2 separate regions of the Sus scrofa genome follow, and region 2 is linked to region 1. Evidence: chromatin contacts called from public HiChIP or PLAC-seq data. All regions are on one chromosome and are shown on one strand. The core of a region is the stretch at or near the end of the contact, and the rest is flanking DNA. Distances in the headings are between cores, read along the strand shown. Region 1 overlaps ST7 (suppression of tumorigenicity 7). Region 2 has its middle 20 kb from the start of ST7.

The links. HiChIP or PLAC-seq counts read pairs in DNA pulled down with a chosen protein or histone mark.
Region 2: a contact with region 1 is called in an H3K27ac HiChIP or PLAC-seq map of alveolar macrophages. The contact joins two enhancer-like sites. A contact is called at or near these places in 2 of 2 datasets of contacts at active chromatin or transcription factors (alveolar macrophages and skeletal muscle).

Annotation. Positions count from the first base shown.
Region 1 is chr18:29,174,867-29,179,077 of Sscrofa11.1, forward strand. The region is part of intron 1 of ST7 (suppression of tumorigenicity 7); the gene reads right to left. Among named protein-coding and RNA genes, the nearest start is that of ST7, 110 kb to the right of the region's middle. Within about 2 kb of position 2,000, at least 21 of the 83 cell types and tissues checked have an H3K27ac peak or open chromatin away from gene starts, as enhancers often do. A contact at or near this core is called in alveolar macrophages, where this site is marked.
Region 2 is chr18:29,302,804-29,307,014 of Sscrofa11.1, forward strand. No RefSeq gene overlaps it. Among named protein-coding and RNA genes, the nearest start is that of ST7, 20 kb to the left of the region's middle. Within about 2 kb of position 2,303, at least 8 of the 83 cell types and tissues checked have an H3K27ac peak or open chromatin away from gene starts, as enhancers often do. A contact at or near this core is called in alveolar macrophages, where this site is marked.

The DNA.
Region 1 (4,211 bases), core at 750-3,249:
TAAGAGACTTTATTAGAAGCCTCCTTGCTAAGACAATTGAAGAAAAGCACTGGAAGGTAACATCTGAATTATCTGCTCTGGGTATAACAAAGAGTCTCTCTTTGACCAACCTTAAGTCAGGTTCCTCAGAATCTTCTTTCTGAGTAGGGCTCCATTTTTAGACTGGCATGTTTTGCCTTTACATCATCCAACTTGAGCAAGAATCCTACTAAGTAGATTCAGAATCCCCCACCCTTGATATCTGATCACCCTAAATATCTGACCAAATTCTTCATCCTCCATCATCCCCCAGATGATAGCTGATTACCCTGATGAGACTTTAGCAAGAATCCTTTAGGTCAGTTCAGCGAAAAATTACCCTCCCTTCTTAGTGATTTTTCTAACTACCAACCGTCCCCTTACCCCCAACCTATTCTTTGGCTATACACCCCCACTTTTCCTTGTTGTGATCAGAGCTGGGCCCAGTTCTGTACTGAGGTCTCTTTCTCCCTACTGCAATAGTCCTAAATAAAATCTGTTTTTACCAATTTAACTCTTGACCAGCTCTGTTTTTTGAAGTTTTGTTTGTTTTGTCTTTGACATCTTAGTCATTGTGCCACTCTGGAAAATAGTTTGGCAATTGTTCAAAATGTCAAAGATAGAGTTACCACAAGACCCACCAGTTCCACTCTTAGGCATATATCCATAAGAACTGAAAAGATATGTCCTTGCAAAAACTATAGTCAAATGTCCATAGCAGTATTATTCATAAAGCCAGAAACTAGAAACAACCCAAATCCCCATCAAATGATGAATAGATAATGAAATGTGGTATCGCCATAAAAAAGAATAATATTCAGCAATAGAAAGGAATGGAAGGTCCATTCCTACACTACATGGATGGACCTTGAAAACATTACACAAAATTAAAACAGGTAGTCACAAAAGACGATATTGTATAATTCCATTTACATGAAATTTCCAGAATAAGAAAATCCGTGGAGACATAAAGTAGATTAGTGGTTTTCAGAGGATGGGAGGAGAAGAAATGAGAAGTGACTGTAATGGGTACTGAGTTTCTTTTGGGGGTGATGCAAACATTCTAAAATTAGATAGTGATGATGGTTGCACAATGCTAGATACACCAAACACCACTGATTGCACACTTTAAAAGCAGAGATTTTACTCTATGTGAATTATATTTCAGTAAAGTTGTTTTAAAAAAAAACAAGTCATTGCCACATGGAGTTCCCGTCATGGCTCAAGAGTTCCCGTTGTGGCTCAGCAGAAACAAATCTGACTATCATCCATGAGGATGCAGGTTTGATCTGGGCCTCGCTCAGCAGGTTGAGGATCTGGTGTTACCATGAGCTGTGGTGTAGGTCTCAGATGAGGCTCAGATCTGGCATTGCTGTGGCTGTGGCATAGGCTGGTGACTACAGCTCCAATTTGACCCTCACCCTAGGAACCTCCACATGCCGTGGGGGAGGCCCTAAAAAGACACACACACACACACACACACACACACACACGTCATTGTCACATTTGTTTGTTCAGTAGGTATTTGTTGAGGGCCTACTATATGCAAGGCACTGGGAAAATAACAATACGCTGACATGGTTCCTGCCCTCCCAAAGCTTATAGTCTGTGGAAGAAGTCTGGATTTAAACCATGGTTCACAGTCTACCGCAATCTGGGAAAGTACCTTACCTCCTCATCTATAAACAGGGTGAAAGGCAGTACTCAGTGGCTGACACACTGAAAGAGCTCCCTAAATATTAGATATTATTAAGTGACTATAAGGGCAAATTATAAATACTGGAGAGAGAAAAAAAGTAAGAGGACTTGTTCAAATAGATAAATAAAACAAGAGGGCTTAGGTTGGGAGGTTAGAGAGGGTATCTCTTCAGGAAATGACATTGGGATTGAAACTTGAAGGATCAGCTAGAGGTAGAAAGACAAAGAACTGCAGACAAAGGAAAGCACAAGTACAAAGGTCTTGAGGCACAGGAGAGCTTGAGGCGTTCCAGGAACTTTGTGTGATCAGCAGACACTAAGCAAGCGAAGGAAAGATAAGCAGGAACCAGAATGTGCTGGGTCTTGTAATCCAAAATAAGTATATATTTCCAAAATAAGGTCAATGGAAAATCACTGAAGGCTTTTAAGCAGAAGGATGACATGTTCCAAACTGCATTTAAAAAGATCCCTGGCTGCTATGACAGGGAAGAGCATGCAGTCAGAAGGCTACCACTGTGTTCCAGGGGAGAGAGAACGGTGACTTGGATTACACTGGGGTAGAGATCCGAATGACCTTAGCTGGGCTGAGGCACACAGAAATGAAAACAAGGATTTACAGCAGAATCCCTTCCACTCTGTTCTAAGCACACAGCCTGTACTAGATGGAACACCAAAGGAAAAGTGAACAAGACTTAGAAGCAAGTGTACCACACCAGACTTGAACCCAAAGGCCCTCAAAGCCCTAGTTCAACTGCCAACCAGCTATGCAATCTTGGCAAAAACTTCCTCCTTGAGCCTCAGTCCCTTATCAGTATAATTTGAACAGCATCTCTACCTCACAGGGTTATTCTAAGACTTAACTGATTTATGGGACAGTACCTGCAGAGAATCAGGCAGTGTGCCCTCTAAGTGCTAGTCAATTTAAGAGATAAACCCAAAACAAAAGCAAAACAAAAAAGACTGTGATTAGTTATTTGTTTCTCTTTAAGGTCAAGCTGGTTTTTGTTTTGCTTTGTTTTGTTTCATCAAGTACCCATTAAGCTTCTTCAATATACTGGGGCCTATAGAGAATAAGGCAGAATCCAAGGCACTTACTTGCTCGGAAACCCACACAATTGTTGCAGAAAAGTCTTTTCCCAAAGACAGATCTCTGAGGAGCAAATTTTTTTGTTGTTTTTTTGTTTTTTGTCTTTTTGCCTTTTTAGGGCTGCACCTGGGGTATATGGAGGTTCCTAGGCTAGGGGTCCAATCAGAGCTATAGCTGCAGGCCTATGCCACAGCCACAGCAATTCCAGATCCAAGCTGCGTCTGCGACCTACAGTGCTGCTGACAGCAACACCAGATTCCTAACCCACTGAGCGAGGCCAAGGATCAAACCCGCAACCTCACGGTTCCTAGTTGGATTCATTTCCACTGCGCCACAATGGGAACTACCACAAATGTTATTTAAAGAAAGCTCTTCCCTAAAAAAGCCCAGGCCAGGGACTGCACAGACATGGAGAAAGCAGTAAACATTTTGCTATACAACAGGCTTATAAAGCAACCAATATAAGGGTTGATGTTAAGAGATATTTAGCAAAGTTCATGACAAAATTATCCTGTTTTATGTTTAAATTTCTGCTGAAAAGGTTATACCTGAAATTTTACTTGAAAATCACAATACTTTGGTCTTGCTACCGGTGAGGATACCCCTGTACACATTAGAGTCTGCACCTTTTCTGAAGTATATACTGTAGTAAGGGTACACCTGGGATTTTTCTCAAGTTAATTAACTGGTTATTAAAAAAAAAAAGAAAGAGAAAAAAAGTGAATTCTTCCGAGACTCTTCTGGAAGCCCCTGATAGAAGCACGTAGGGAAATAGTTTTTTAATTACCTTGATAGTTCATTAATGTTTTTGCTGACTTATAATAATTATATCACATTCATTCTTAAAATTCTTCTAAGAAAGCATTAACTAAAGGAAAAGCAAAGGGCTTTGTGTTTATTTACCAGTATGTTAAACCAGAAAAAGAAAAAGAAAAAAAAACCCTTTCTCATGTATGTTGTCCCATAAATTTTTACCTTCAAAGGAAAAATATTTGTTTTATGGTATAATAAAATACCTTATTAAAAAGTCAAAGGTAGCAAAACAAAAAACATCTTGAAATAAATGTCATACTATGTTACAGCTATATTAATTACTGAATAAATAGTAGGAAATCTAATTATTTCTCTGAATAGAGATTTAATGTTCTAAAAATTATTGTACTTCAAGTCCTCTACACAGACACTGATAAATATTAGATTAACATAAATAATGCCTGTTGGAAATCGCTATAAATGGCACACATTGGCATAAAATCCTGTCCCCCAGGTGAAGAGGACACTGGGGGATAACAGTACCACAGATATTTTCTGAGTTTCTGTGTGTTTTTAGAATCCAGCTTCCTTCAAAGAAGCAAATAAACTATGCTTCTGTGAAAAAAAGAGGAAAGCAAGAAAGCAGTAGATGTAA
Region 2 (4,211 bases), core at 1,053-3,552, 130 kb after region 1:
GGGGTTAAAGTTAGTCTTCCCTATCATCCTGATAGAAACACGGTCTCACTGGCCTGCAGAGTCGTCCCTTACCTTCAGAAACACAACTCGCCAGAAAATGCTGTCTACATCTTTTGCCACTCATAGAGTATCTTCATTATGCTGGATACCTTTTCATGAGGGGAAGTTAAGAACTGATTGAACTACCATTAGCTCTATGATCTTACTTACTAAACCCATCCAGAAATGTCAGTTTTCTCATCTACAAAATGCATAAAAATATCTACTTCATAGGGCTGCTGTAATAACTAAATAAGCTTACAAGTGCAAAGAAAGCATCTGATATATACACTATTTACCTTCCCCCCCCAACCATTTAACAATGCAAAAACTCTTCTTAGCATTCTAGCTGTATAACAACAAAGCAGTGGGCTGGATCTGGGCCACAGGCCATATTGTGTGGACCCCTGGTTTGAGCACTGTTTGGTGACTTGCTGCTGAAAGCATAACGGTACAAGAGTAAAAAGGTAGAGTGCAGGACCCTCCACGTAGCATTTAAATCTCTTGTTTTATTTAGAGTTCTCTCTCCCTCCACCAATGTGCCCTTATCTTACACACACACACACACGCACACAGTTTATAGGTCTTATTTGGTACCAAGAGCATGAAGAAAACCTACCTAAGCTAATATTCTTTCAATACAATCTCAAGATCTAGACTTTGAATGTAAAAATTCAAGGCTTTATTTGTCCTTGTTCCCAATTTCCTCTCCTTCCCCTTAGGCAATTATAGCTTTGTGCCTTTTGGTCTGAATAAGATTTGGGGAAGGAGGGATGAAGGAACATGAAGAAACAAAGTCATCAATACTTCAAATTGGGAGTTCCCATTGTGGCTCAATGGAAACAAATCCGACTAGTATCCATGAGGATGCAGGTTTGATCCCTGGTCTCGTTCAGTGAGTCGGGGATCCAGTGTTGCCCTGAGCTGTGGTGTAGGTCACAGATGCGGCTAGGATCCCCGTGGCTGTGGCTGTGACTACGGCTGTGGCGAGGCTGGTAGCTGTGGCTCCGACTGGACCCCTGGCCTGGGAACCTCCATATGCCTCGGATACAGCCCTAAAAAGTAAAACAAAAAAAAACAAACAAACAAAAACCTTCAAATTGATTCACCACAGAAAGGACCAAGGTAACACGAGACTGTTGTAGGTAACATGAATGGAATAAGCGCCTTGGTTGGAGAGGGGCAGGGAGGACTACTTTAGCTAGGTTGTTTGGGAAAGATGTCTCTGAGGAGGTGAGATTTGTTCTGAGACTTGAGGAGAAAATGGAGGCCATGTGACAGCTGAAGCAGGGGAAGTGGGGGTGAGCTGAGAACCAGGGGAGAAAGAACAGCATGTACAATGGCCCAGAGTTAGACAGCACTGAATACATTCCAGAAACAGAAAGGAGGCCAGTGTAGAGGGGCCAGGAGGGAAAGAAAGAAGTGGTACAATGCCTGAGGAGGCAGACAGAGGTCCTGTTAATAAGAGGGTGCTAAAGACTTTTAGTGAGGAAGGGAAACGACAAGATATGCATCATAAAAAAGACCACTCTGCTGTGGCAATATAGGAAATAGATTGGAGAGAAATAAAAGTAGAAGCCAAAAACCAGAAAGGTTGTTTCCACAGTCTAGGTGCTTTGCATTAGTGTGATGACATTGGGAGCAGAAGTGTTTCCTTTATACACATCACTAACTGGCATTTTCTTATTTACTTGCTTAGTGCCTCTCTCTCCCCTAGCTAGTAAGGAGTTTTATTGTCTAACCCTCTACTGCTTTGCCAAATACCTAAACAGTGTCTGCCAATGGGAGGAGGTGGAGAAAAATGTGTTAAACGAAAGAATTAAGATTTAAAAAAATAATTTAACCCTAATGGTGGGGTTCTGCAAAATTTTTTTTCTATAGCATATGTTGAAACATTACTCAGATCAGGAAACAATAGATTATGGGGAACATGAACTCTCTTAAATTGTATGATATGAAGTATGCATATGTTGAGAGAGCAAGAGAGAGAGATATGGATGTACAGACACACATGCATTTTTCTGAGAAGAGGGATCATGCTTTCCTAAGACTTTTAAGTGAGTCCTTGATGTCAAAGACAGGAAAGGCTGTACTCTGGCTTAAATATCTCAAAAAAAATTTTTTACAAGCATTAGTAGGCAATCCCCTAATTTATTACTAAGCATTTCCACATCATAAGTGTCCTTTCCTTAGACGGTAACTGAAACATTTATTTCCTAGAACTAGCACTATCCTGATGAGTAACAGCCAAGTCATGACAAGCCCAGGTGCTCCACGTGGTCTGACAAAGCACATGGTAGCCTGACTTCCGCCTTTTCAATATCTCTGGGAACTATTTGCCTGAAATGAGAACAGTGACACCTGCTGGTTTGCCTCAGGAACTGCCGCCTTAACCACTGGTGAAACATTCAGAAATATCCCACTCAAGCACATGTTCAGAAGCATAAACTGCTTTTCCTTTCAAGTAGAATTTTGAAACCTCAGTGACAGCATTTTTGACTACAAAATATGCCAAACATATAATTAAAAGGGAAAAAGCAGAGAGAGAGAAAAGTACTTGTAACCATTAGTAATGGTTTCTTATGTGGTCAAAAATGTTAGAAGTTTTGGTATCGGAAATGGCAGTCTTTCCCTTCATGACTTCTGAGAGCTTTTTGTTTGTTTGTTTGTTTTGGTAAGGTTTTCTTTAACTTAAGACTATTAGTTCCAAAAACATTCACCATTTGATCTGGCTAGATCTTCAGCCCCTTTGGAATTATTATTATTACTTATATATCAGATGGGATGGGAATAGGAGTAGGTCTCCACCTTTTAGTATTAGGTTAAACTGTACCTAAGAAGAAACAACAGCAGTGGCTTAAATAAGATAGGGGTTTATTTCTCTGTTAGGTAAAAGACTACATAGACGGTTCAAGCTGGTTATGGTAAAGAGTGAAAAATAGGGTTTATACACCATGTGTGCTTGGACTCAATGGCCCAAAGGGGTGGTAGTAAAGTTTCAGGGAAGAGGAAGAAGGAAAAAAGGGAGTACAGAGGCTCAGATCAGTTGGGAAGTTCCCAGGAGTTACCCTACAAGACTTTCACTTAACCAATTAGCCAACATTTAGTCACATAGCTCTTAGGGAAGCTGGGAAAAGTAGTCTTTACCTGCAAGAGCAGCTGAGCCACTAAAAAAAGGTTATTAGGGGGAAACTAGCTATTTCTGCCACATGTTATCCCTATGACCTATGCAAATGCACCTTTCTTATCATGCAGAGTAATATATCCCTCACCAAGGCAGACACCCCAAATACCCATCCGCTCAGTGCAGTCAAACTATAAACTGAAAGATGTTATCTGCTCCAGTATACCCACTGTGAAATGGAGACACAGGAATAGAATAATTACAATTCAAAAAATAGAACACACACACACACAGGAGTTCCCATCGTGGCGCAGAGGAAATGAATCAGATTAGGAACCATGAGGTTGTGGGTTGGATTCCTGGCCTCACTCAGTGGGTTAAGGATCCAGCGTTGCCGTGAGCTGTGGTGTAGGTTGCAAACATGGCTCAGATCTGGTGCTGCTGTGGCTGTGGCGTAGGCCAGCAGCTACAGCTCCAATTAGACCCCTAGCCTGGGACTCTCCATATGCCACGGGTGTGGCCCTCAAAAAGACAAAAAAAAAAAAAAAAAAAAAAAAAACGAACAAAACGGAAAATACATACTGCCATTGCTTATCAAATATCACTCTGAGGAAATTTCAAGGTGTCGTCACGCTGTCTGTAGGATTTGATCCTTGGTTAGTCCATGGGGCATCCCCTGATTCTGCTCTTCGGGAAGAACTTACCCATTCTCCCCAGGAAGGATTTTCATTTTCCGTCATCCTTCTTGGCTACAACTGGGATTGCACAGCTTTCAAAGCTCACTGTAGTTGATCAGGGTGACCACACGTAGCAGTTTGCCTGGAATAGAACCTGGTTACACATGATATCAATGTAATTATTAGTTTCCCTTTCTCTCTCAACAGTATTCTGGTTTGGGTAATAAATTACATAATCACCTCATTCTTGAATTCAAATGACGAGGAACTGAATTCTGCCAACCACAAGTTTTAGATGAGGTCGCTGCCCCAGACATCACCTTGAGCTTAGCCAGGTGAAATCCTGAACAGACCACCCAGCTAACATGTAC